Linked DNA regions of Macaca mulatta: region 1 is linked to region 2. Evidence: chromatin contacts called from public Hi-C data. All regions are on one chromosome and are shown on one strand. Each heading gives the region's core, a stretch centred on a gene start, on an enhancer-like site or on the middle of the called end of the contact. The rest is flanking DNA. Distances are from core to core; before and after follow the strand shown. Region 1 holds the start of PPP2R5B (protein phosphatase 2 regulatory subunit B'beta). Region 2 holds the start of ZFPL1 (zinc finger protein like 1).

Region 1 (6,387 bases), core at 1,229-3,728, 160 kb after region 2:
TCTCGGCAGAGGCAGCACCTGAGCCTCTGGGGTAGAGCACTCCAGGCCTCAGGCAAGTATAAGCAAAGGTGTGAAGGTGGGGCAGGCCCGGAGGCATTCAGTGGGTGTCGGGCAGCAGCGGGTCACGGGGAAGGAGGACGTGGACTAAGGCCAAGCCGATGAGTGCAGGGTTATTCTCCACGCAGGGGTCCTGTGGACAGGTCACGGGGCTCACGCACCCTCTTGGCTGACCCTTGGAGCCTGGGTGGCAGGTGCTTACCATGCGGATGATGTCTGGGTAGACGGGCTCGATGAGGACACCCCGGGTACTCCCCACACACTCCACCAGCTCGTTGAGGGCCGCCCGCTTCACCTCCTTCCCCTTGAGGTCAGCCACACAGTCCAAGAAGTCAAACATCACCCCACACTGGGCAAGCTTCCGGCTCAGCAGCTCGTGCAGCTCAGAAGCTGGCACATCTGGGGAGGGGAGGGCATCCTGAGCCTGAACCCCAGCTCCCCCCGCTGCCCCAGCTCTGGGTGGGACAGACCCTCCTAATCTCCAGGGCAGTCTCTGCTGCCCCCAGCCCCCATGCTCTTGTGCCATCTCCTGCTCCTTGCAGACGGCAGACAACTACTGTCCCTTCCTCCGTTCCTGGGGGTTGAGGGTTGCTTTTCTTCCTCCTAATCCAGGCTCAGAGAGTACGGTGGCCCGATTTTTAAAACGAGATCACAAATCCTGGATGCAGAGGCTTTCCACAGGTGCCCCAAACAGCTGCTGCCTCCCTCTCAGGTGGCACCCTGTTCTAAGGGCCAGAAATGGGGAGGGGTTCAGGGCCAAGGATCTCTATGGTGTCCTCAGGCTTGGCCAGTCTGGCCCCTGTGGCCCAGGGCTGGGGAAGGGAGCTACGTGGTGATCCCAGGGAACCCTGCCAAGAGCCTGCTCCCGGGATCCGGCAGCTGGCTGGGCTGATAGTGGCCCCTGGAACCCAGGCTATGGGCCCCACCCTTGGCCCTGGTCTGCCCCTAGGGTGGCGCCACCTTCGGATGTCCCACCTCCAAGGATGACAGGCCAGTCAGGCCATGCGTCAGCAGAGAGGGCTGGAGGGCTGGGGTCAGTTCTGACGGCATAGAACCTAGCCTGGAGGGGTATCCAAACTCTCTCTCTTGGCAGTTGCCTGCTGCCTCCCACCCCACCCCACGGCCCTGCTGGTCCCCTCGGGGGCTCGGTTCCCCTGGTGGCCAGCAGCCAGCTCACCTTTGAGCAGGGGCAGTGGCGTGAGCTCCTGCTGGTTGCTCTGATAGCGGAACTGAGAGGAGCTGTGGGAGCGCCGGGGCCGGGCTCTGCGGAGCGAACGGCGGGAGAAGCCGTCCACCTTGTCGGGTGGGGGCACAGGCGACAGCCCGGGGGAGGAGGGGCTGGTGGGGGTGCTTGCAGGGGGCAGCTTCGTCTCCATGGCGGTCAGGCGGCAGGTCAAGCTTTCAGAGCCCCGGGGGTTCTCTCTGGGCCTGGGAGGTGCTGGGTGAGACTGGACAGACTAACTTGGTCCCATCCTGTCCGGTCGTGGGGGGGGGGCACAACCACAGTCCTGGGCCCCCCCCCAGGGCCTCCGGCAACTGCCCAGTCCTGGGGGGCAGGCAGGGTAGAAAGGAGGATGGCTCAGGCCTCAGATCCTTCCTAGGGGTCCTGAAGAGTCCAGTTAGGGTTCCCACCCTGGCTCTTTTGAAAACGAAGTCAGGCAGAAAGGTCAGCAAGAAAGAGACAGAGAAAGCCCGTCAGTTCCTCAGGAGAGCCGGCAGGCTGTGTGGAGCGCCAGGTCTTTTCCCTCCTATCCTTGCCCAGACCCTAAAATAGGGGTGCAGCCCCCTCCCATCCTGGACATGTTCCTCCCTTCTCTCAGACAGAAAGGCTCCAAAACAACCCCTCCCAGAATAGGGCCTATCCCCCAAGCCAGCCCCGACTCAGAATGGAGCCCCGATCGTCATCCCTGCCCTTTTCAGAATGGAACGCATCGCTGCTCCACTAACCCCGGCCTCTTGGGACAACCCCAAGACTGGAGGTGCTGTCCCGATGCCACCCCGCTCCTAGAACCCGGCACCCTCCCCCACCTCAGCTCCTCCTTCCTGGCCCCCCAAACCTCATGGGGTGGGGGACACTCACTTCTCGGAAACCCAGACTTCGGTCGCCAACCCGCGGGGGCTGCCCGTGGGGAGGGCGACAGCCGTTCAGGGCCCCTTCGTAGCGGTTCCGCTCGGGGCGCTGGGGCTGGGCGGCGGCGCTCCTGGGTTCTCTCCCGGGCTCCGGGGGGGCTGGAGCATGCCCCCAACTCAGCCCCGGGCCGGGACCGGGCGCTCGGCGGGCTCTGCACCGGCCTTCGCAGCGCGCGGATCTCCGCTGAAGTCCTGGGACTCCGACCCAGCGCGGTGCAGCGCAGCGGGAGCCCCGGCTCGGCTCCGTGCGCACCGGCACCCGCCGCCCAGCTGCTCAGGATGACATCAAGTCACCTCCCCCCGCCCGGCCCGCACCTCCCCGCGGGCTGAAAGTGGGGGCTGCGTCAGGAAGGCCCGGGGCCGCTGGGAGATGTAGTCCCCGTGCCGTTTAAAGTGAGCTGCCAGACCAAAGGGGACACCCTTGAGGGCAGACTCTGGGGTGAAGGCCGAAGCTTTTGAAGCCAGAGAGCAGAGTGGGATGGGCTCTAGCTGGGGGCGGGAAGCGTGGATTCTGGAAGGGAGGCAGAATAGCGAAAGAGGAGGGCTTAGGAGTTTGCACCAGAAAAGTGGGGTGATGCCAGGACACTGACAGGAAGGAGTCGCAGCCAGCTATGCCAGGCCCACAGATTTGGCCTGGGCCTTCTATGCCCTAGGCCATCCCCCTAGGAACCTCACCCTCACCCCAGAACCAAGAGACACTTCAGAAACCCCTTGGAAACCAGCACTGGACTAGTTAAAAGTCTTCTATGAGTCAGTGCTTGCTGGGAGGGGTGTGGTGCACTCAAGGCTGCTGGGAAATGCAGTCCATCCTCAGGCCTGCAGTCCCCCTCCCGTCCCTTGCTGTCTATAGTGACATCATGGTCTCCAGTTTAAAGGGCCAGTCCTGGAGTGGCAAAGCCCGAGAGGAGGTTTTCTCCTGGAGCTGCCACCTCATCCCAGGCAGCCTGGCCTTCCCGGATGGACCTTTCAGCCCCGCTGGGCCCTAAGATGTGCTGGGTGGGACAGTGTCTCTTGCTCAAAATCCCACTGCTGGTGTGCAAGGCAGGAGTTCGGCATGCTGACCAAAAGTTCCCAGCCTGCAGTCCTGGGCCCCCTCCTAGGATCCTGGACCCCAACACTCTTTATAGCCCTGAACTCCATCCCACTACACTGCTGTGAAATCTCCACCCTGAAATGTTGCCTGGATAAGCAGCTGGTCCACGGTGAGCAGCAGGAAAGGGTGATGAGACCAGGTAATGAGGTCCAGGAAGGGGCTAGGGGCCTTTTCAGAGTCTGCCCCATCCTGCTTTGGGTCTTGGTGACCACTCAGTGCTCCAGTGGAACCGCCCAGCCATCCTCCCGGAATGGCTTGCAGAGGAAGCCTGGGTGTGCGAGAGGTGCCCATCTACCAAAGCAACAGAAGACAGAGGCCTGCACTGAGGGCCGCAGTTCACCAGGCTGGGGTCCAGGACCCCAGCACTGGAGACCCAGCAAGTGCTCTGCTTGCTCAGGAACCTCCGGCAGCCTTGCCCATCCGGCCCTTGGTGTCCCTGTCTGTCCGGTGGGAATCCATGATCTCCCTCCTTGCCCACCTCCCAGGCTCTTCTGCATCCCTGAACAAGCTGAGGGAGGGCAGGCCCACAGAGCCTCTGCAGCCAGGCAAGGACCCTGAGGCCAAGAGAGGAGAAGCGCCTTGCCCAGAGTCACACAGCGTGTCATCAAAAGTTGGGGCCAGAGGGCAGGCCTCCACCTCCCAGATGGCTGCAGCCCACCTCCACAAGCCCCCTGGGTACCAGTGCCCTGGTCTCAAGGCTAGACTGACCACACAGGACTGGTGTTTTATATAAAGGAAGTGCTAAGGCCAGGTGTGATAGCTCACACTTGTAATCTTGATACTTTGGGAGGCTGAGGTGGGAAGATCACATGAGCCCAGGAGTTAGAGGCTGCAGTAAGCCATGATTGTGCTGTCGCACTCCAGCCTGGGTGACAGAGACCGTGTCTCAAAAATAAAACAAAAACAAAAGTGCTCCATTTGAGAACTGGGGCACTGAAGAGTAGAGGAGAGGCATAAGACTTTTGGAAGAAAAAAACTTTTTTTTTTTGAGATGGAGTCTCGCTCTGTCGCCCGGGCTGGAGTGCAGTGGCGCGATCTCCACTCACTGCAAGCTCCGCCTCCCAGGTTCACACACCATTCTCCTGCCTCAGCCTCCCAAATAGCTGGAACTTCAGGTAACTGCCACCAAGTCCAGCTAATTTTGTTGTGTGTTTTTAGTAGAGATGGGGTTTCATGGTGTTAGCCAGGATGGTCTCAATCTCCTGACCTCGTGATCCGCCCGCCTCGGCCTCCCAAAGTGCTGGGATTACAGGCGTGAGCCACCGTACCTGGTTGAAAAAAAAGACTTTTGAAGTGGTGGCATTTGAACTGGGTCTCGAAATAGGCACAGTGTCACTTGGGGGTATGCAAGGTTGAATATTCTTTTTTTTGTTTTTGAGAGAGAGTCTCACTCTGTCACCCAGGCTTGAGTGCAGTGGCACCATCTCGGCTCACTGCTGCAACCTCTGCCTCCCGGGCCCAAGCAGTCCTCCTGCCTCAGCCTCCCAAGTAGCTGGAAACACAGACATGCGCCATCATGCCGGGCTAATTTTTGTTTTTTTGGTAGAGACAGGGTTTCGCCATGTTGCCCAGGCTGGTCTCAAACTCCTGAGCTCAAGTGATCCATTTGCCTCAGCCTCCTAAATGCTCCTAATTACAGGTGTGAGCCACTGCACCTGGCTTTTTTTTTTTTTTTTTTTTTTTTTTTTGCAGTGGCGTGATCCTGGCTCACTGCAACCTCTGCCTCCCGGATTCAAGCAATCCTCCCACCTCAGCCTCAGTCCGGAGTAACTGGGACCACAGGTGCATACTACCACTCCTGGCTAATTTTTTGTATTTTTTGTAGAGATAGGGTTTTGTCATGTTGCCCAGACTGGTCTCTAACTCCTAGGCTCAAGTGATCCTCCCACCTTGGCCTCCCAAAGTGCTGGGACTACAAGTGTGAGCCACCATGTGTGGCTTTTACCACAATTTAAACGAAATGCATTACATTATGTTATATGCAACAACAGATATATGTTCAAAACAAAAAAAACAGTCACCCATTTTAGTTGTACAATGTATAGATGAAGTTCCATGTATTTATAGATGAAGTTTGTTTTTTGAGGTGTGTCCAGATCCCCCTGTTCTCCTGGCTGCCCCTGAGCTACCTAGAGGAGCTTCTCTGGCCTGGACACCTAGTTCCCTGCCATCTGCCTGGGATCTCCTTCCTCCACTCCACCCAGCCTTGAGGGATGGCTGCTCTTCCTCCATAAAAACCCTTCCCTCTGATAAAACCCAAGCTTTCCACCCAGGACAGAGTCAAAAGCCACAGTCCCCAGGCCACCTCCGTGATCCCTTTCTCACCGAGAGGGTGGGCCATCCATGGGGGAAGGGAGAGACTCCTTCAGGGCCCCTGAGGCCTAAAGCACACAGTTTACCTGATGAGTTTTCGCCTAATCTAAGGTAGGAAGGATGCCCCCGGGAGCTCACCCCTGGGCAAAGCCTGGCCCTCCCCGTTTTCTCTCTATGGGGAGGAATCCTGGCCCCAAACTTCCCCAGACCTCTTGACTGGAATCCAGTTGTCCAGTAGAAGAAGTCCCTAAATGCAGTGGCCAGGGCCAGTGTATTTGTTAGAACTGCTGGACCTAGGCCAGGTGCAGGGGCTCACGCCTGTAATCCCAGCACCTTGGGAGGCAGAGGCAGGCAGACTGCTTGAGACCAAGAGTTCAAGACCAGCCTGGGCCACATGGTGAAACTCCATCTCTACAAAAAAATAGAAAAATTAGCTGGGCATGGTGGCATGAGCCTATAGTCCCAGCTACTTGGGGAGGCTGAGGTGGGAGGATTGCTTGAGCCCGGGAGGCAGAGGTTGCAGTGAACTGTGATCATGCCCCTGCACTCCAGCCTGAGCAAGAGGTACTGTCTCAAAAAAAAAAAAAAAAAAAAATTACATATAGAACTGCTAGACCTAAGGCTGGGCATGGTGGCTCACACCTGTAATCCTAGCACTTTGGGAGGACTAGGCGGGCAGATCACAAGGTCAAAAGTTCGAGACCAACCTAGCCAACATGGTGAAACCCCGTCTCTACTAAAAATACAAAAATTAGCCAGGCGTGGTGGTGCGCACCTGTAATTCCAGCTACTCA
Region 2 (6,254 bases), core at 1,822-4,321:
CCACTAGCACCAATAGACTCAGGAAAACTGGCCGCTTTGGGGAGGGCTAGGGGGATCACCTGCCCTCCTCAGTCTGACAGAGCATCTCAGAATCGTGCGGGGGTAATGGCTGTGCCTGGATTGAGGACAGGTTCCTCCAGGTGGGTCTCTCTCTGGATCCTCAAGCTCCCCGTACACAAACCACTCCACCACCCTCTTTCTATCCTTCCGCGGCCTGGGTCACTCCCAGGCTCACCATGAGTTAAGGGCTCAGGATTGCCCATGTGGATCACTGTGTGCTGCTCGGGCCGGCCTGGGGAAGCCGGGGGCCGGGGGGCCTGGCTGTAGAAGGCTGGGGCAGCAGAGGCGCTGTCTACCTCCTCTGGTCCAGGGGTACTGCTGGCTGTGGGCGGAAAGAGAGCCATCAGCAGAAGTAGTGGGTAGAGCTCAGGGGTAGAGCATGTGACTGTAGACCAATGGAGCTGTCAGCAGAGCAGGGAGGCTAAAGCCCAGACAGTCGGTGGAAGCCACCACTTACCATTAAAGCTAGACCAGTCAGAGAAGTCAGACGTGTTGAGGGGCTCGGGCTCTGGGCTCACCACCTCATCGATCTGGAGGAGGGAATCTGGGTCACCAGGCTGCCTAGTACTGTCCCCACCCATCTGGCTCAGGTGGGGCCCAGGGCAGATGGATGGTCAGACAGACAGAGGGACTCTCACCAGAGGGAGGCCCAGTCCTGCCCGGGCCCAGTTGACCGTGGCCAGCTTCTCTCTCAGTGCGGAGGCCACAGGGCCAGCCAGGTTGGTTGGGGGGAAGATGGGGCCATTGCAGCTGGGGCACTGGTAGCCGGCAGGTGCCGTGTTTCGGGGTAGCTGGGCAGCACGTTCATTGAGGCAGGCCCAGTGAAAGAGATCTTAGGGCCCATGAGACAGGGGAGAAGAGACATGAGGAAGAAGACACTTAGGGCTCCTAGCCTAGCAATAGCCCCCAAACCATTGCAGGACATATGGACACACGTGTGTGCCAGAGCCTTCTCCTCCCCGTCCTGTTCCCTAAAACATCAGTCTTCTTGGCTATCACCATCTAAGTCCAGGCAGTGCTACCAAGCTGTCCAGCTCACAGGGGTAAGTTTGGGTGGGAAGAAACGCCACCTCTCCTTTCAGTGAGTCCTCTCTGGGCCTGCACTCATCATACTCTTTGGGCTAATGGCTAATAATGAACAGTTTCAGAAAAGGTTCCTTGATATACACACAGGCACACATATGCATGTACACATCCCTGGGCACACATGTACATATGCTTTATAAGCACATAATCAAACACAAGTAGCATTCACTATATCTACACTATGGGCACAGGAGCCCTCACACATACACATCTATACACTCACAGGTTTGCTAACACTCAGGCACATTCAACCATGCATTCTCTTGTACTCCCACAACACACCTGTGTTCATATGTTTACGTACATACATTACCCATTCATTCACCCCCAAGTACTAATCAACACACTAACACTCATTTAAACACACAGTGTACATTAAGTGCCTGCAAGTACACACACGCACTCATAAGGAAAAACACATATGGAGCTGCCTCTTGCATGAGCTCCTTCAAAAACTGGAGCTAAGGCTCTTACTCCAGATTCAGGTCAAAGTCATGACACATATGTCTGCTGACTTCTTTTAGCTAACTTTAATGTGGGAAACTCACTTCCTCTCTGTTTAGACTTGGAATCAGTGGTGGATCCTGAATATCTGAAAGCGACATGCCGGTCTGGCTAGCTGATAGTCACGGCCACCAGCATACACATAAGCTTGACTGGCTCTCGCTCAAACCTCCAGATTGGCAGGTCTGAATTTTTAGGAAAGAGGAACTAGGAGCTTTAATTTTTAGGAAAGACAGTGAGGCCTAGAAAGGAAGAATAACTTGCCTGAACTTACAGAGCAGGTAAGGAACTTTAATATGACTAGAATCTGGGTTCTGAGACTTGGGGGACTCACTGTCCTGCTGCTTGAGGAGGGCCTGGAAACCAGTCACCAAGCTGGTCCCTGAGGCTGGCCTGATCCCCCCGAGGTGCCAAGGCCTCACCATAGCAGACAAGGCGGGTCGTCTCTCGGCTGGCCAGGGGTATGTTGCACAGGCGGCAATTGGGGTTGTAGTCGCTATCTTGGAGCCATTGCAGGTAGGACTGGACGATGCACTGGAGTGGGAGAGAGATGTCACAACTGGTGCTGGGGCTGCTCGGCCTATCACCCCAAGGTCTGACAGTCTCTTTTTCTCTAGTCACAGAGGAGACTCATCCTTTTGTTTGTTCAATCAATATTTATTGAGCACATACTGTGCGCCAGACTCTCTCTTGGGGGCGGGGGATATATCAGTGAACAAAATAAACCAAGTCCTTGCCCTTGTGGGGCTTACATTCTAGCGCGGGGACCCTCATTGATTTGGAGGAAGCCAATACCGCCTTGCCCACCCAGTGCCCTGCTCAGTCGCTCCCCTGAAGGCCCCACCTTGGCGTGATTGGCTACCAGGCAGTGCTCGCAGACGTTGACCCGGTGTTCGAAGCAGAACAGGTTGGTCACCTTTCTCTTGGGGCACTTACAAAGCCCCATGATCGATCCTGGGAAAGGGACCTGAGTTGGTAGGAAGCCAGGTTCTGGTGGCCACCACTACGCTCTCACCAGCCCAGTTTCCACTCTTAACTCCCCCAGACACTCTCTTATTCGCCCCGACCCAAGATTTCTGCCCACTGTTCCTCCTTATGCGGGGAAACACTCCCTGCATAAATCCCACCTCCGGCGACCCCTCAATCCTTCTGGATCCCGCCCCCGGCCAGGCCCCTCCATCAGCGACTCCCCGATACCACCGGCCCCGCCCCCAAGGCCTCCCCTGAGCCCCACCCCCTCCAAGCCCCGCCCCTTCTCTACAGACCCCAGTCTCTGTGTTTACTGATCGGCCGCTGCACCAGTTCCGAAGGGCGGCAGCGATGCTTCGAGGCGAGGAAGGGCAGGGACCACGCTCTCCAAGGATCTTGCTCCGCTCCCTTCAGCCCCGGCCGCCCCGATTATCCCTCCGCTGCCACGTCTCTTCCGGGTGCGGCGCGCCCTGATGACGCCATCGCACCCCTGGGCCACGCCTCCGCTGACGCTAGACGTGAAGACCGGTGGAAAAGAGAGGGGGCCCGGGCGCCGCGGACCTCTGTCCCTACGTCACTTCCGCTTCCTTCTCCGCAGGGCGGGTAATTCGAAAGTTTTTTGCAGCGAGTGGCCTTCCCCGTTGGCGCGCGCCCGGGGCGGCGGCGCTGGAGGAGCTCGAGACCGAGCTTAGTTATGTCTGGGAGGCGAACGCGGTCCGGAGGAGCCGCTCAGCGCTCCGGTGAGCGGAGGGCGCGCGGGAGACGTGAGGTCGAGCCGTTTGGGGGACGCAGTCCTGTGAAAGATTGCCCTTCCCTCCCGCTGCTGCCTCCAGAGGAGGCGCCCTTAGAAGGGCTTGTTTGGGAATTTTCTCGCTGTCTCTAGAACCTGTTCTCTGGACTCTAAGGTCTAGAGTCCTCCTCTACCACTTAACTTTTTTCTCTTTCCAGGGCCAAGGGCCCCATCTCCTACTAAGCCTCTGCGGAGGTCCCAGCGGAAATCAGGCTCTGAACTCCCGAGCATCCTCCCTGAAATCTGGCCGAAGGTGAGCCCCAGGTTTCTCACTTCCTCCCCTTGTGGCCCCTCACCTAATGTTGAGCTCACGTTCATCCCTCTTCTCCAGACACCCAGTGCGGCTGCAATCAGAAAGCCCATCGTTTTAAAGAGGATCGTGGCCCATGCTGTAGAGGTAAAGGCTAAGGAGGGTGTTGTGGGTGAGTAGGCGGGCGAAACTGGGGGCCAGCTATGAGATCAATTGGTATTGTACCCCGCAGGTCCCAGCTGTCCAGTCACCTCGCAGGAGCCCTAGGGTGAGTTCACTTTCATCTACTTAATTAAGTAGAATCTGGGTCACTCTAGAGGTGGACAGCACACATTGGCTGCTCACATCTGCCCAGGGAGCTGTTTTGCAGTACTACAAAAACAGTTTGCCTTTGGGCACCTGCATGCATTGCCAGTCTTGAGTACTCCCTGAAGACTTAATACACTTAACTTTTTATGCCTTGTGTATTTCTACCATTTTCCTGGAACTTCATGTAAAAACTGAGCGATGTCTTAACTCCACATACTGCCTTTCTAATCCATTTTGCCTTTAGCTTTCATTTATGGGTGTTCTAAGATAAGTCATGTGTATGACATTTTTACAGTTTTAGCACAAGCTATTGTCAAAGGATGTTTCATTAATAGACAATCTGAAGACATAATGAATGAGAAATGTGAACTCCTTTGAACAGCTGATAGGGCTTAGAGTCAACTAGGGAGAAAGACAAATGACCAGTGATGGCAGCGTTGTGTACTGGGACTGCAATAAGGAATACTAGATGCTATGATGGTGGCTAACCCAGACCATGTGGCTCAGGGAATGTTTCATGGAAGAAGAAACATTTAAACTGAGTCTTTAAAGACAAGTAGAGGGTGGGTGCAGTGGCTCACACCTGTAATCCTAACACTTTGGGAGGCCGAGGCAGGCAGATCACTTGGGTCAAGAGTTTAAGACTAGCCTGGCCAACATGATGAAACCCTGTCTCTACTAAAAATACAAAAATTAGCCAGGCATGGTGGCACATGCCTGTAGTCCCAGCTACTTAAGAGGCTGAGGCAGGAGAATCGCTTGAACCCAGGAGGCGGAAGTTGCAGTGGGCCAAGATCGTACCCCTGCACTCCAGCCTGGGCGACAAAACAAGACTCCATCTCAAAAAAAAAAGGGGGGGTTCCAGGCCAAAGAAGAAGCCATGTTTGCAGAGATTGGGAATTTAAAGAAAAATCACAAGGTTTGGGGAATAGCAATTTGTTTAGTGTCTGCAGCAGACCTCAGCAGGGGAGGGGGCACCCTAAGGCAGAGCAGAGCCCGATGAGGCACAAAAGCCACACTCATGACTTGGGCTTCATTCTTGGGTCTGTGGGCAGCCTTTGGAGAGTTCTGGGTAAGGTAGTGACTGAGTCAAGTTTGTTTTTTTTTTTTTTTTTTTTTTTTTTTTTTGAGACGGAGTCTTGCTCTGTCACCCAGGCTGGAGTGCAGTGGCCAGATCTCAGCTCACTGCAAGCTCCGCCTCCCGGGTTTAGGCCATTCTCCTGCCTCAGCCTCCGGAGTAGCTGGGACTACAGGCGCCCGCCACCGCGCCCGGCTAGTTTTTTGTATTTTTAGTAGAGACGGGGTTTCACCGTGTTAGCCAGGATGGTCTCGATCTCCTGACCTCGTGATCCGCCCGCCTCGGCCTCCCAAAGTGCTGGGATTACAGGCTTGAGCCACCGCGCCCGGCCCTGAGTCAAGTTTGAATGTTTTAAGAAAGACCCTTCTGGGAGCTGTGGGGAGAATGGTTTGGAGAAGCGCTACCTTGGGGCTCCAAGACCAGTGGAATGACGTGAAGTCCAGGAATTCTGAAGCATGAAGCCAAGGGCGTGAGCTAAAGCCAGGATGACACACAGTACTGGGTTCAGACGGAATCCCTCCCCAGAGGCCTTCCCTGATCACCCTTATCCTATTGCTGGCACATTTCTCTATGTAATTCTCTTAGGCCTTACCAGTTCTAAAGACAAGGTCTTGCTCTGTCACCCAGGCTGGAGCACAGTGGTGAGATTTTGACTCACTGCAGATCCTCCTTCCTCAGCCTCTCAAGTAGCTGGGACTACAGTCGCACACCACCATGCCTGGCTAATTTTTTTATGCTTTCTCTAATTTTTTTTGTAGAGATGAGGGTTCACTATGTTGCCCAGGCTGGTCTTGAACTCCTGGACTTAAGTGATCCTCCCACCTTGGCCTCCTAAAGTGTTGGGATTATAGGCATGAGCCACTGTGCCTGATCCTTACCAGTTCTTATAGTGTATTTTCTTGCATGTTTGATGTCTTTCTCTCCTCTCTAAGAACATAGGCACCTTGAGGGTAGGGACTTCTGCCTTTCCTAGTAGCCACTCATTCTTGTTGACTGACTGAGATTCATGGTACATCAAACAGGATAAAGTTGCCAGGACCTGGGTGACTGCTTGGCTACAGAGGATGAGGAAGTGGTAGTCAGTGGTGACCACCAATTTATTCAGCTTCCCTGTTTTTTGTTTTTTTGAGACGGAGTCTCATTCTGTCGCCCAGGCTGGAGTGTAGTGGCGCAATCTTGGCTCACTGCAAGCTCTGCCTCCCGGGTTC

What was found. A called contact is a pair of places that touch in the nucleus more often than the background predicts.
Region 1: a Hi-C map of CD4 T cells shows a contact between it and region 2, with 2.3 times the contacts expected there. The contact joins the promoter of PPP2R5B here to the promoter of ZFPL1 in region 2. A contact is called at or near these places in 4 of 14 Hi-C or Micro-C datasets (CD4 T cells, fetal cortex germinal zone, fetal cortical plate and 1 more).

The regions. Positions count from the first base shown.
Region 1 is chr14:9,464,932-9,471,318 of T2T-MMU8v2.0, forward strand. It overlaps PPP2R5B (protein phosphatase 2 regulatory subunit B'beta), which reads right to left and starts at 2,479. Exons shown (of 13, transcript XM_077962399.1): 1 at 2,138-2,479; 2 at 1,235-1,696; 3 at 260-456. The coding sequence starts at 1,433.
Region 2 is chr14:9,300,366-9,306,619 of T2T-MMU8v2.0, forward strand. It overlaps ZFPL1 (zinc finger protein like 1), which reads right to left and starts at 3,072. Exons shown (of 8, transcript XM_077962416.1): 1 at 2,916-3,072; 2 at 2,495-2,617; 3 at 1,985-2,184; 4 at 699-892; 5 at 518-590; 6 at 236-382. The coding sequence starts at 2,075. CDCA5 (cell division cycle associated 5) reads left to right here and starts at 3,141. Exons shown (of 10, transcript XM_077962403.1): 1 at 3,141-3,359; 2 at 3,568-3,662; 3 at 3,741-3,806; 4 at 3,892-3,927. The coding sequence starts at 3,314.